2 separate regions of the Mus musculus genome follow, and region 2 is linked to region 1. Evidence: chromatin contacts called from public Hi-C data. All regions are on one chromosome and are shown on one strand. Each heading gives the region's core, a stretch centred on a gene start, on an enhancer-like site or on the middle of the called end of the contact. The rest is flanking DNA. Distances are from core to core; before and after follow the strand shown.

Region 1 (5,509 bases), core at 1,468-3,967:
TTGTCTTGAGTATTTTGTTACAGTGATAGAATGCTCATTTACATAAGTGACAATGGGGTAGGGACATTTAGAGTCACATGCATAGAGCTGGAGGTAGTACGCTAAGCCGCCTCCTGTTCAAAGCCTTTGTATGCAGGTCCAAGGACTGTAGACACATTGCCTGCTGTCTAGGCAGCACAGTTTCCTTTTTGGGAAGACAGGGATATCTTTTTCATAGGAATTTTATCAAAAGTAAGAATGTAAAGGACTTAAACCCACAGAACAGTGACATGAACTTGACATCATGAGGGAAGTTGTGAATAGAAGCCAAAGGAGGGAAAGCTGGAGAAAGAACTGCCAATTCACAGAACAAAATGAGCTTCCACGGGATAGTAACACAGAATCCACCGTGTCTTTTTATCTGTCTTGAGGACAGATAAAATATTATCACACTAATATGTCATGGGTTCTAAAGAATTTATGCTTTCTTTCACCAAAACTATAATAGGAACTAAAAAAGGAGTATATTCTTTGAAAAAGAAAGATGGCTTGCTTCTAAACCCTAAGTCTGTCCATTCAGCACCTTTTAGACAGTCTCTCCTGGAGTTTGCCATCATTCTTGCTATAGCTAACACCAGGAACATTTTCTGTTTTCAGAATCATGTGTGAGAAAATATATCTACCTCAAATTTCTATTATGAATTTCTTTTCAGTTTGAGGCAGAAGAAGTTCACAGCCCTAACCTAATTTTGTTGGCTTTGATGACTGGCAAAATATGCAAGCAGTTGATACAGCAAAAGACTAATGCTCCCACAGGGGGGCCTGGACGTAAGTGGCTCCTGTGTGTGTCACAAAGGACCACAGTACTGTCCCATGTGGGAAACAGCCACTTAGAGCTGTACAAAGCAGAAAGAGCATGTATTCAGTTTGGGTTTAATTCTCTCTAAATAAATACTCCAGTTTGTCACAAACACAAAGAATTAGCCTGAGGCTCCATCATCCAAAATGTGCTAGCAATACAAAAGCCAAGCTTTTACCATGGGAAGGAAACACATTCAAGTTTCTCTTCTTGAAATTAATTTTATAGATTCAGAGTTGACCGTAGCTATATTACAAGAGGCATATTATGTATAATATCCAATACTGGAAGGAGCAACAAATGGGGTTCTATAAAATATGAATTCCTCATACTATATTTCCTTTCACAGATTCTTGAGAACCTTCTCATGCATGGGCTAGGAATTATTTTTAAACAATTTTACTAGTACAGAAGGCATTTATTGTAGTTGGAGACATATATCTAACCACATTAGAAAATAAACTATCATAATATCTCTGCCAGTGGGCATTCCACAAATTGGAATAACATAAGTCGCAATCTTTGATCACTAGGGGTACTATTGTAAAGTACTCTCCAAAGCATTTAATTGAACCATTGTGCTGTTTCTGTGTCAGCTCTACTGGGCTGCTCACTGCTACGCTGATCAGTCAACTCTGACATCCTCTGTACCTCGGTCAGATGTTGATGAACTCCAATGCTTCCTTTCTGAGCATTAGCAGGAGCGGAGGAGAGAATTCTCTGCATTGGGAAGCTGGGTGACCACTACTGTGGTTTAGAGTAGGGGTGGATAAGAGTAGTTGCTATTTGCTAATGGCTGTGATGCCCCCAGCAAGGTATTCCAAGTGTTACCCCTCTACGTCTCAGCGAAAATACCTCCGTACTCCGTGAGTAAACAGAAGGTTAAACTCGTGTTTTCTTGTTTCCTGTGACTGTGTATGAGTCTGAGTAAATCTTGATTCTGGAGGGTGTGTGTGCCTTTGTATATGAAGCTATGAAGGGGTGATGTGTGTGTGTGGGGGGGGGCTCACTTTGCTGTTCCTTTAAGTCACACAAATCTGCCAGATTTTCATTTCCCCATTCGTCCTTCCCATATTGATCTGCCTGCCTGTCTACCTGTCTGTCCTTCCATCCGTCTGTCCATCCATCCATTCATCCATCCATCTTACCTGTTGCAAACATGTTAAAGCCTGGTCACATATTTTAATGGAATAATTAGTATACATGAAGTTTACTCCCCTTAGATCTTCAACGGAAATATATGAAAGCAATGGTCTTATATCCCTCAGGAAAGAGAAAAGAAATTTGAGTAACAATACAAAATTGGTAAAAATTAAATTTCACTTTGACTTTTTCAAGACAGTTTTCTCTGTTTAGCCCTGGCTTTCTTGGAACTCGATTTGTAGACACAGGCTGGCCTATGAAGTCAAAATCCGCCTGTATCTGCCCCAGGAAGTGCCTGGATTAAAGCCCTGCACCACAGCTCAGCTCTTCTGACTAATTATGAAACTCCCTTAAAGGCTGAAGACAAGAGGAAGTGCAAACAACAGGAACTGGAAGTTGCTCTGGAGAACCGCGGTCACAGAGCTGCTTGCACTGTGGCTTCTTCCTCTGAGCCCACTTCCGCTTACAAAGTCACCGTACACTTTGACTGTTTATAGAGCAGAAACCACAGGGTATCCATAAACACCAGTGGCCATCACATCTTCTGTCTTTACAGGCCGAAAGGCAGTAGCAGCCTTTTGACCATGTGAGCCACCTGAACTCATGTAATGTTTAGTAAAAGAAAAAAAAATATCGATGGATGTATAAATCTTCACCACAGATTTATTCATAACTACCAAAGGCTAGAATATCAGCCAGACATCCCTCAGCAGCTGAGCAGTGAATGGCCTGACACAACACACTACAGAAACCTCCACAGCAAGGGAAAGAATGGCTTTTGGTACACAGTAGGTAGTGATCCTCAAAAGACTAAGATGCCTTTAAAAAGAAGTAATAGTCTTGAAGTACAATATTAGGGGACTGAAGAAAAGATCAGTGACAGCTAAGGGTTAAGGATATGTCAGGGGATAGTGCAGGACGAGGTAGCCTTTCTGTGATGGAGTGGTTAGAATATTGATATTGGTGGTACAAACACAAAGCCATTTGTTTGATGCAGTCTCATAGAACTAAGCACACACACAAATCTCTCTCTCCTTCTCTCTCTTTCTCTGTGTGTACAAACACACACACACACACACACACACACACACACACACACACACACACTTGCACACATGGGAGGTGTATATTGAAAGTAGGAAATTCTGGATTATACCAATGCCTTATATGTGGGCTAGGCATAGTTACAGGGAAACAGGCATAGTTACAAGTAAGCTTTCTGTATAATTTATTTTGTATTTTCATGAGTCTATAAATATTCACAAATAAAAAACAAAACAAAACTAAAGTGGTTTGACCATGCTTCATTTTTACACTCTGACTTTTTTTTTTGTTTTGTTTTGTTTTGTTTTTGTATACAAATGCTGTTAGTTTATTCTCTCATGTAATATAAGCTAGAACAAACTGAAGATAGGGGATATTGGAATAATGACAGAGAAGGAAGAGATGGAGATGGTATGATGGTTTATAGATGCTCAGCCCAGGGAGTGTCGATATTGGGAGGTGTGGCCTTGTTGGAGTAGGTGTGTCACTGTGGGCATGGGTTTTAAGAGCCTCATCCTAGCTGCCTGGAAGTCAGTCTCCCACTAGCAGCCTTCAGAGGAAGATGTAGAACTCTCACTCTCCAGCACCATGCCTGCCTGGATGAAGTCAACCCCAATTAAATGTTGTCGATTAAAAGACTTATAATGGTTATGGTGTCTGTTCACAGCAGTAAAACCCTAAGACAGATGGGCATACAGAAAAAAAAAAAAAAAAAAGAAAAAAAAAAAGAAAAAGGAATGTGTTCACTTGTGAGTATCCTTTTGTTCTTTATTCTTATCAGAGCTGACTGGACTTGCCCAACCTCATTGATACTTTGTTCCTTGAATGAGCTGTTAGCCCTGAAATAGAATATAGGAATCACATAGCCAATCTTATGCAAGAACTACCCTGTCATTGGTGAAAAGGTCATGGGTTATACCCCAGATTCTCTGCTCATCAGATGCCCAAAATTCTTTCTATTGTCCTGTGATTTGAAGAAAGATTTAAAGTGATATTTGGCTCCATATCCTGGAGCAAAATGCCAGTTTTTATGCATGCACGTAAAATCCAGATCTCATATAATGCAATGTACTCCCTCTCTGCAAACACTGATAAAACATAGGCTGTTGCCTAGTAGGTATGCCCCTATTCTTCTGCTAATCTGCAGAGGAGTGACTGCAGAGGGAATTTGTGTGGATGTCTTACAAACAACTCTCCCAGTGCCTAGAAATTGGTCTCTTTGATTTGTCCACTGCTTTCCATATATATTATGCTAAAAATTTAAATTACACATTTAAGAATACTCTCCAAAATTTTATATAGAATAGCTGAAATTGAAAGATTAGATTAGACCCCTTATTTTATGTAGGGGCAAAGCAACAGTTCTTTCCGAACTATTATGTTCGGGAAGAAATGAGGATTTTTGAATAAGAGTTCTTGCTAAACAATGGTAGTGCTTGCATAAAAAAATGTTTCAAATCTTTTATAGAGCCACAAATGAAAACATCTTAAGATATTTAAAACACCTTCCTAGTTGACATTATTTGTGCTTATTTTTCCATTATAAATGACATTTGGTGTCTATAATCCTAATGGCCAGGGCTAGAACTTTGCAATGCCTCTATATTCTCTATACACAGGGCTCTGTACAGGTGCGACTCACTCCGTTCAGGAGATGTCCAGGTGTGTGAATGAAAGAGCTATGTACAACCCACACCATAACTTCTTACTCTGCAGCTCATTCACACCCTTTCCTGCTGGAGCCATGAATGAAACTCAGAGCACACACCACGTGTGTATGTCATCTTAAGTACAAAGTAACCGGGAGTGTCAACAGATCCTCAAGGCCAGGCTTTGCCTCTGAATCATGGCTCTGTGTAAGGAAGACAAGCTCTTCTCAGAAACAGGAACTATTAAGGAGTTATGGCATCTCTTCCTCACGTTCCTTCCCTTGTCCACCAAAGCTAACATGATGAGACCCAGTAGCCATGACTGGGCTTTATTTGGACTTTTGTAACTCCTGGGTAAGAGAATGCTGAACCTCCTCATGTGAGGCAAGTGGGACAGAAACAGGGAACAGCTTTCTGCAGTGTATCCATTGAGCCTAGCAGAGCCAAATGCACACACATGCACAGGGCACAAACTATGTGCTCCATGATTTCAGTGATTCACCACCTAGATTACCCACTCGGGCATAGGACAGCATAAACAAAAAGTAAAATTTTTGCTTATAGTTTAAAATTCATATTCTTCCTCCCCTATTTTTCTCTGACTTCCCATGTTCAGTATTTTCAATACATGTGACCATACACAGGATTGTTTGTTTTTTAATGTGGGGTCTAAGGGATTGATACTTATCTTGTTGTGTTTGCAAGATAAGCCTGGTGCTACTAACTGGTCCATCCCTCAGGTCCCTTACCTACCTTTCATAGCATCTTTCTCTGAGCGTTTCACGTACTATATCTTATATGTGGAGTGGGCTCTGTACATTGTGTCAACATGATG
Region 2 (5,458 bases), core at 417-2,916, 180 kb after region 1:
GTCAGGTAGGCTGGGTGTACTGGTGTGGAGGAGTCTCTCCTATAGGTCTCAGATGTTGCATGGTTTCACTCTTAGCCTTTGAGTTGGTGGAAGTTAGGGTCTGTTTGCACAATCCAGAGAGTTTATTTGATAGTTACAAGGCTACTAGGTCAAACAAAGAGATGAGAAACAAATGGCTTCATGGAATTGAAGATAACCTGAAACATTCCCACTTGCCACAATTCTCAAAATTCTAGTGGGTCACTCGGTCATATAGAATCTTTTACAAAGGTGTACATCCTCCCTCTCCTGTGAACTTCAGTTCAGAAACAATATATTTGTAAGAACAGCTGATTTTGACTGTATCGCCTTACCTAGTCAGTGTAATCATATAAAAGAACAATAGTATTCCCGTTTGGACATGGATCAACTGAGAAGAAAAGTAACCACACCAGACTGACAAACCAGTAAGTGTTAATGTCTGAAGCCAACTGAGTTTCTTTCGCAGCCAGAGAAGCCAGCTTTCAATAACCTACCCTCCTCCCCTTGCCTCACAATAGCAAGCACTGTAGGTTCTAGTTGACGGTCCATAACTTTTAAGCAAAAGAAAGTCATCCTCACAAATGTTGCCCAAGTCAATTATAAAATGCATTGCTGAAAACATCATCCACACAGTTCTACTCCTCAAAAATGGTATGAAGTCATAGTTTTGAGTCACTGACATATTTCTATTTGGCTACCCTGTTGTTTGTTGAAATATAGCTGCATGTTTACTTAAGCTCACAAGGATACTGTTGCTTAGTTTCTGGTTCGAGAAAAAGACACTTTATTGAAGAAACACAGCTTAGATATACACCAGTTTGGACTCAAGAATTAATACATACATTTGAGGGGTAAGTTGTTGTGTTAGGAAAAGTCTAACAGAAAAACATGCTAACTCACACTTTCATGGAGTTTTACTTTGAGGTAGACTTAGAGTTATCTTGTTATCTGATCATGGAATCCACATAATATAATCTCGTGCCATGTTTATCAATATGCAATGATAAATATTTTCCCTAAAACAAAAACTGGTGTGAGTACATAGTTCACGTGGTCCCTTGCATGGCACATAGTCCTGGGTACCAATTTGCCTCTGTGATAGCATCCCCTCTAAGAAGACACCTCCATGTGCTCCCCTCATCTATGCTTGTGCTTTCTGCATGTGCATCTCTAGCCAATCACCACTTGCTATCCTGGTCTAGAAAACCTCATTTCTAGATCAAGATCAAATGCCACAGAGAACAGTGCTTGCTCCTCCCAAGAATTACCAGGTAGTGACTATGTGAAGAAGACACTACATACAAGTATGAAAACATCATAATAAAACCATTTTTTGCACAACTGTATATGTTAATGAAAATGACTTTTATAGACCAGTTATCATGGCATGCACCTTTAATCTAAGTACTCCAGAGACAGAGGCAGGTGGTGTTCTACTCAAGGCCAGCATGGTCTATGCATCGAGTGCCAGATCACCCAGGGTTATATAGTGAGCACTCAACTAAAGAAATATGTTGAAGTTTATAAAAAGAAAGATGATTTTACAAAAGGAGAACTTGAAGATGAATTGTTTTGCTTGGTTATATGTTCTTTTCTTTCAGTAAAATTATGACTCAGGCTTTATATTTGGAAGCTTGTTTTTCATAGAAACAGGAAACTGTCAGGAGTAATCACTAATTATTTTTGAAGAACAATATCAAGCCTGTCTGTCTCTGTGAAAGGTTCTTAAAGAACTAATATCTAAAGTGAGCAGAGCTGTGCCGAGATACACGGAATCCTAGCTACATATCCTCCTACAATTCCAAGGTAAGTGCATTAAGTAAATTTAAGTATAAAGAAAAAAATTTTTTTAAATTTTTTTAAATTAGGTATTTAGCTCATTTACATTTCCAATGCTATACCAAAAATCCCCCATACCCACCTACCCCCACTCCCCTACCCGCCCACTCCCCCTTTTTGGCCCTGGCGTTCCCCTGTTCTGGGGCATATAAAGTTTGCGTGTCCAATGGGCCTCTCTTTCCAGTGATGGCCGACTAGGCCATCTTTTGATACATATGCAGCTAGAGTCAAGAGCTCCGGGGTACTGGTTAGTTCATAATGTTGTTCCACCTATAGGGTTGCAGATCCCTTTAGCTCCTTGGGTACTTTCTCTAGCTCCTCCATTGGGAGCCCTGTGATCCATCCATTAGCTGACTGTGAGCATCCACTTCTGTGTTTGCTAGGCCCCGGCATAGTCTCACAAGAGACAGCTACATCTGGGTCCTTTCGATAAAATCTTGCTAGTGTATGCAATGGTGTCAGCGTTTGGATGCTGATTATGGGGTGGATCCCTGGATATGGCAGTCTCTACATGGTCCATCCTTTCATCTCAGCTCCAAACTTTGTCTCTGTAACTCCTTCCAAGGGTGTTTTGTTCCCACTTCTAAGGAAAAAAAATTATCCACTAATGCCAAAGCTACAGAAAAGCAGAGATGAAATTCCTTATTAAGATTATTTCTAAGAATAAAAAATTACAAACTTCTAAAGAATTTTATGGTCAACTGACATCAGCCTATGTTCATGACTCCACTCCTCTAAGGCCCAGGCATTCTCTCCCCATTGCAGCATGCATTACTTGAATGGATGCTCTTCCTGTTTCATGTTGGCAATGCCAGTGAAATATATCAGTGGTCCAAAACACTTCTCTGTGACATCTCCTAAGAAGATTCATCAATGTCAAAACACTTCCATTAAAATCTGTTTTGGTTTTGAGTCATATTTATTTTACTGTCAAGCATCTGTATACCAATTACAGCGTGTGGAAGTAATGAGATTAAAGCTTAACTTTCGTCTTCCCCACAATCTTGTGGTATATAAATACCATTCAGGAGGTTTACATTGAAATAATATTTCTAAAAGTCACTGATTAATGATTATAAAAGCCATTTATGACAGTTGCAAGTCAACCCCGTGCTTCCTTCAAAGTGATAGGAAAAGGAACGGTATAAAGACCAAAATTCTGTGGGTTTCAGAACCAAGGCACAAACCGGGAACTGAGGGACTGGCCATACCTAAGTCCTTTTGGCATTCAAAATGATGCTTTATTATTTATGCATTAGATGAGCTTTCTCTGTCAAGAAATTCACTGCCCCTGTGTTGAATTTAATTCTTGTATGCACAGTTATTAAGAGGTAACTGTCTTAGTTACTTGTTGGTTGTTTTGCTAATACATCATGACCAAGACAACTTTTGAAGAAATGGTTTATTGGAAGCTTAGAATTTCAGAGGGGGAGTCCATGACTATCATGGCAGACAGCATGATAGAAGGCAGGCAGGCCTGGCACTGGAGCAGTGACTGTGGGATTACACCTGAGATACAACTATCAGGCAGGGAGAAAAAAAGAGCTTCCTAGAAAGATGTGTGTGTAGGGGGTGAAAGCCCAAAGCATATCCACAGTGACACTCCTACTTCACAAAGGCCATACCTCCTTACCCTTCCCAAACAGTTCTACAAACTGGGGGCTGAGTAAATAAACACATGAGCCTATGGGAGCTACTCTCAGTCAAACAACCACATTCCACTATCTAGACATCATAGACTTAGGATCATGTCATAATGACAAACGGCGTTGGTACAGTTATCTAAAACCCCTAATCTTTCAGTCTCAGTCCAGTTTCAAAGTCTAAAGTCTCTTTTGAGACTCAAGACAATCTTCTATTTGTAGATTCCTTTAAAGTAAAAGTGGAAATTACTACAATACACAGAATTTACATTATTATTTCAAAGGGGAGGAATGGAGGCATGCGGAAGAAATACTACACCGAATCATGTGACTATAACCTTGCATACTTTCAAATCGGGGAGTTCGTGGAATTAGATGTTGCTGCCACTGGTTCCTCAGCTCCAGCTTCTTCCCTACTACTCTCCATAGCCTAGGATAAAATTTTGATGTCACAATAGTACAGTTGTCTAACTTCCTATAAAGACACCAGAGTCTGACAACTTTCTCCATTCCCTTGCCTCTCAACAAAAATATTTATTCACACTTTATCAGATAGACTAACTCCTTTCAGTCTTGAACATTGCTGTATATAAAGTGACTCATGGGAAACATATTTTAAACATATTGGTAGTTAAAAATATATAGCAGTTGAAAATTCATACTTATTTTCAATAAAAAAAGTTTAGGTAATTTCTAAAAATGCATTTTTGTTTGTAAAAACAGTTTAATTATTTTAATTATTTACAGAGGTCTTGATTCTTGAGAGAATCATTATACATCTGATTGGCTATATGCCTCTCACTGTTTAAAGAGGCTCTTGCTATGTAGTGCATGCTGTCCTTGAACCACCCTTTCCTGCCTCAGCCTTCTCGGCTACAGGATATGCCTACTAAGTTTACCTATTATGTAGATACTATATTTAGTGAGTTAAATGAACTATTCTTAATTTTGAAAGGTACATACTGATGCTCAAAACTGTTTAGTATGTTCCTGATGTCTGCTTTGTTATGAGGGTGAAGAAAGAAGAACACTGTATGCCTTTTTTTCTTCCAGCCTAATGATTCACTTCCATTTCAGTCGACCAAGATGGCGATGGTCCAGTGATGTAGGAAACAAGACCCAACAGAACCATTTCTATTTAGATATAACTGAAGAAACGACTTTGGAAAATAATTTGGTGTTTACTTATTCAGATGAACTTTAACTCTTGGATACATATGCAACATATAAAAACTTAGAAAGTGTGAACCTTCATATACGTAAAGGCATTTTATTTTATTTCATTTATTGCAGTTTTTGAGGAAGGATTTCTCTGTATAGCTCTGGCTGTTTTGGAATTTACTCTGTGGAACAGACTGGGCTGAGACTCAGAAATACTCCTGCATCTGCCTCCCAAATGTTGTGACTTAAGGCATAAGCCACCATGCTCAGATTTAAAGGTTATTTACACAAGCAGTGTGTGGAACAGCAGTCTCACTAGGGAATGTGGATCCTGGGAGATGTAGTTTTCTTTATAGCCTGCTCCCACTACTATCTTCCTGGGTACAGATTCAATGTGACTAATCAAATGTATGTTTCTGCCACCACACTTTGTCTGCTTGCTGCTAAGTCTTCCCTACCAGGATGGACTGTATACCCATGAAACTGTAAGCCAAGGTAAACCCCTTCCTCCTTAAATTGCTGTTTTGGGGATACTTGACCACAGCAACAGAAATGAACTGAGACAAACAGCAGAAGCTAGGAAATGAGTTAGGTGATTATAGGAAGATGAGCAAAGTAGGACACAGGTCACAGGATGGAACGCTCTGGACAGTGCACAGATTGTAACATGTGGGCTTCTGAATCCATGTGCTGTCATTTGCATGCAGCAGTATGAGACATGGAAGCTGAGACAGAGAGCATCCGTGTGAATGTGGCCGTTGCATCACCACTTTGTTCCTTACTTCATTCATCTC

What was found. Hi-C and Micro-C count contacts between places; a contact is called where the count stands out from the background.
Region 2: a contact with region 1 is called in a Hi-C map of bone marrow-derived macrophages, with 3 times the contacts expected there. The contact joins two enhancer-like sites. A contact is called at or near these places in 7 of 39 promoter capture datasets (the C10 cell line, the HPC-7 cell line, cranial neural crest and 3 more), 1 of 15 datasets of contacts at CTCF or cohesin (pro-B cells), 2 of 484 Hi-C or Micro-C datasets (both in bone marrow-derived macrophages) and 1 of 9 other capture datasets (bone marrow-derived macrophages).

The regions. Positions count from the first base shown.
Region 1 is chr15:30,607,684-30,613,192 of GRCm38.p6, reverse strand. All of the region lies in intron 3 of Ctnnd2 (catenin (cadherin associated protein), delta 2), which reads right to left. Among named protein-coding and RNA genes, the nearest start is that of Gm24487, 8.9 kb to the right of the region's middle. Within about 2 kb of position 2,717, at least 101 of the 459 cell types and tissues checked have an H3K27ac peak or open chromatin away from gene starts, as enhancers often do. A contact at or near this core is called in bone marrow-derived macrophages, where this site is marked.
Region 2 is chr15:30,427,954-30,433,411 of GRCm38.p6, reverse strand. The region is part of intron 2 of Ctnnd2 (catenin (cadherin associated protein), delta 2); the gene reads right to left. Among named protein-coding and RNA genes, the nearest start is that of Gm41284, 72 kb to the left of the region's middle. Within about 2 kb of position 1,666, at least 1 of the 459 cell types and tissues checked has an H3K27ac peak or open chromatin away from gene starts, as enhancers often do. A contact at or near this core is called in bone marrow-derived macrophages, where this site is marked.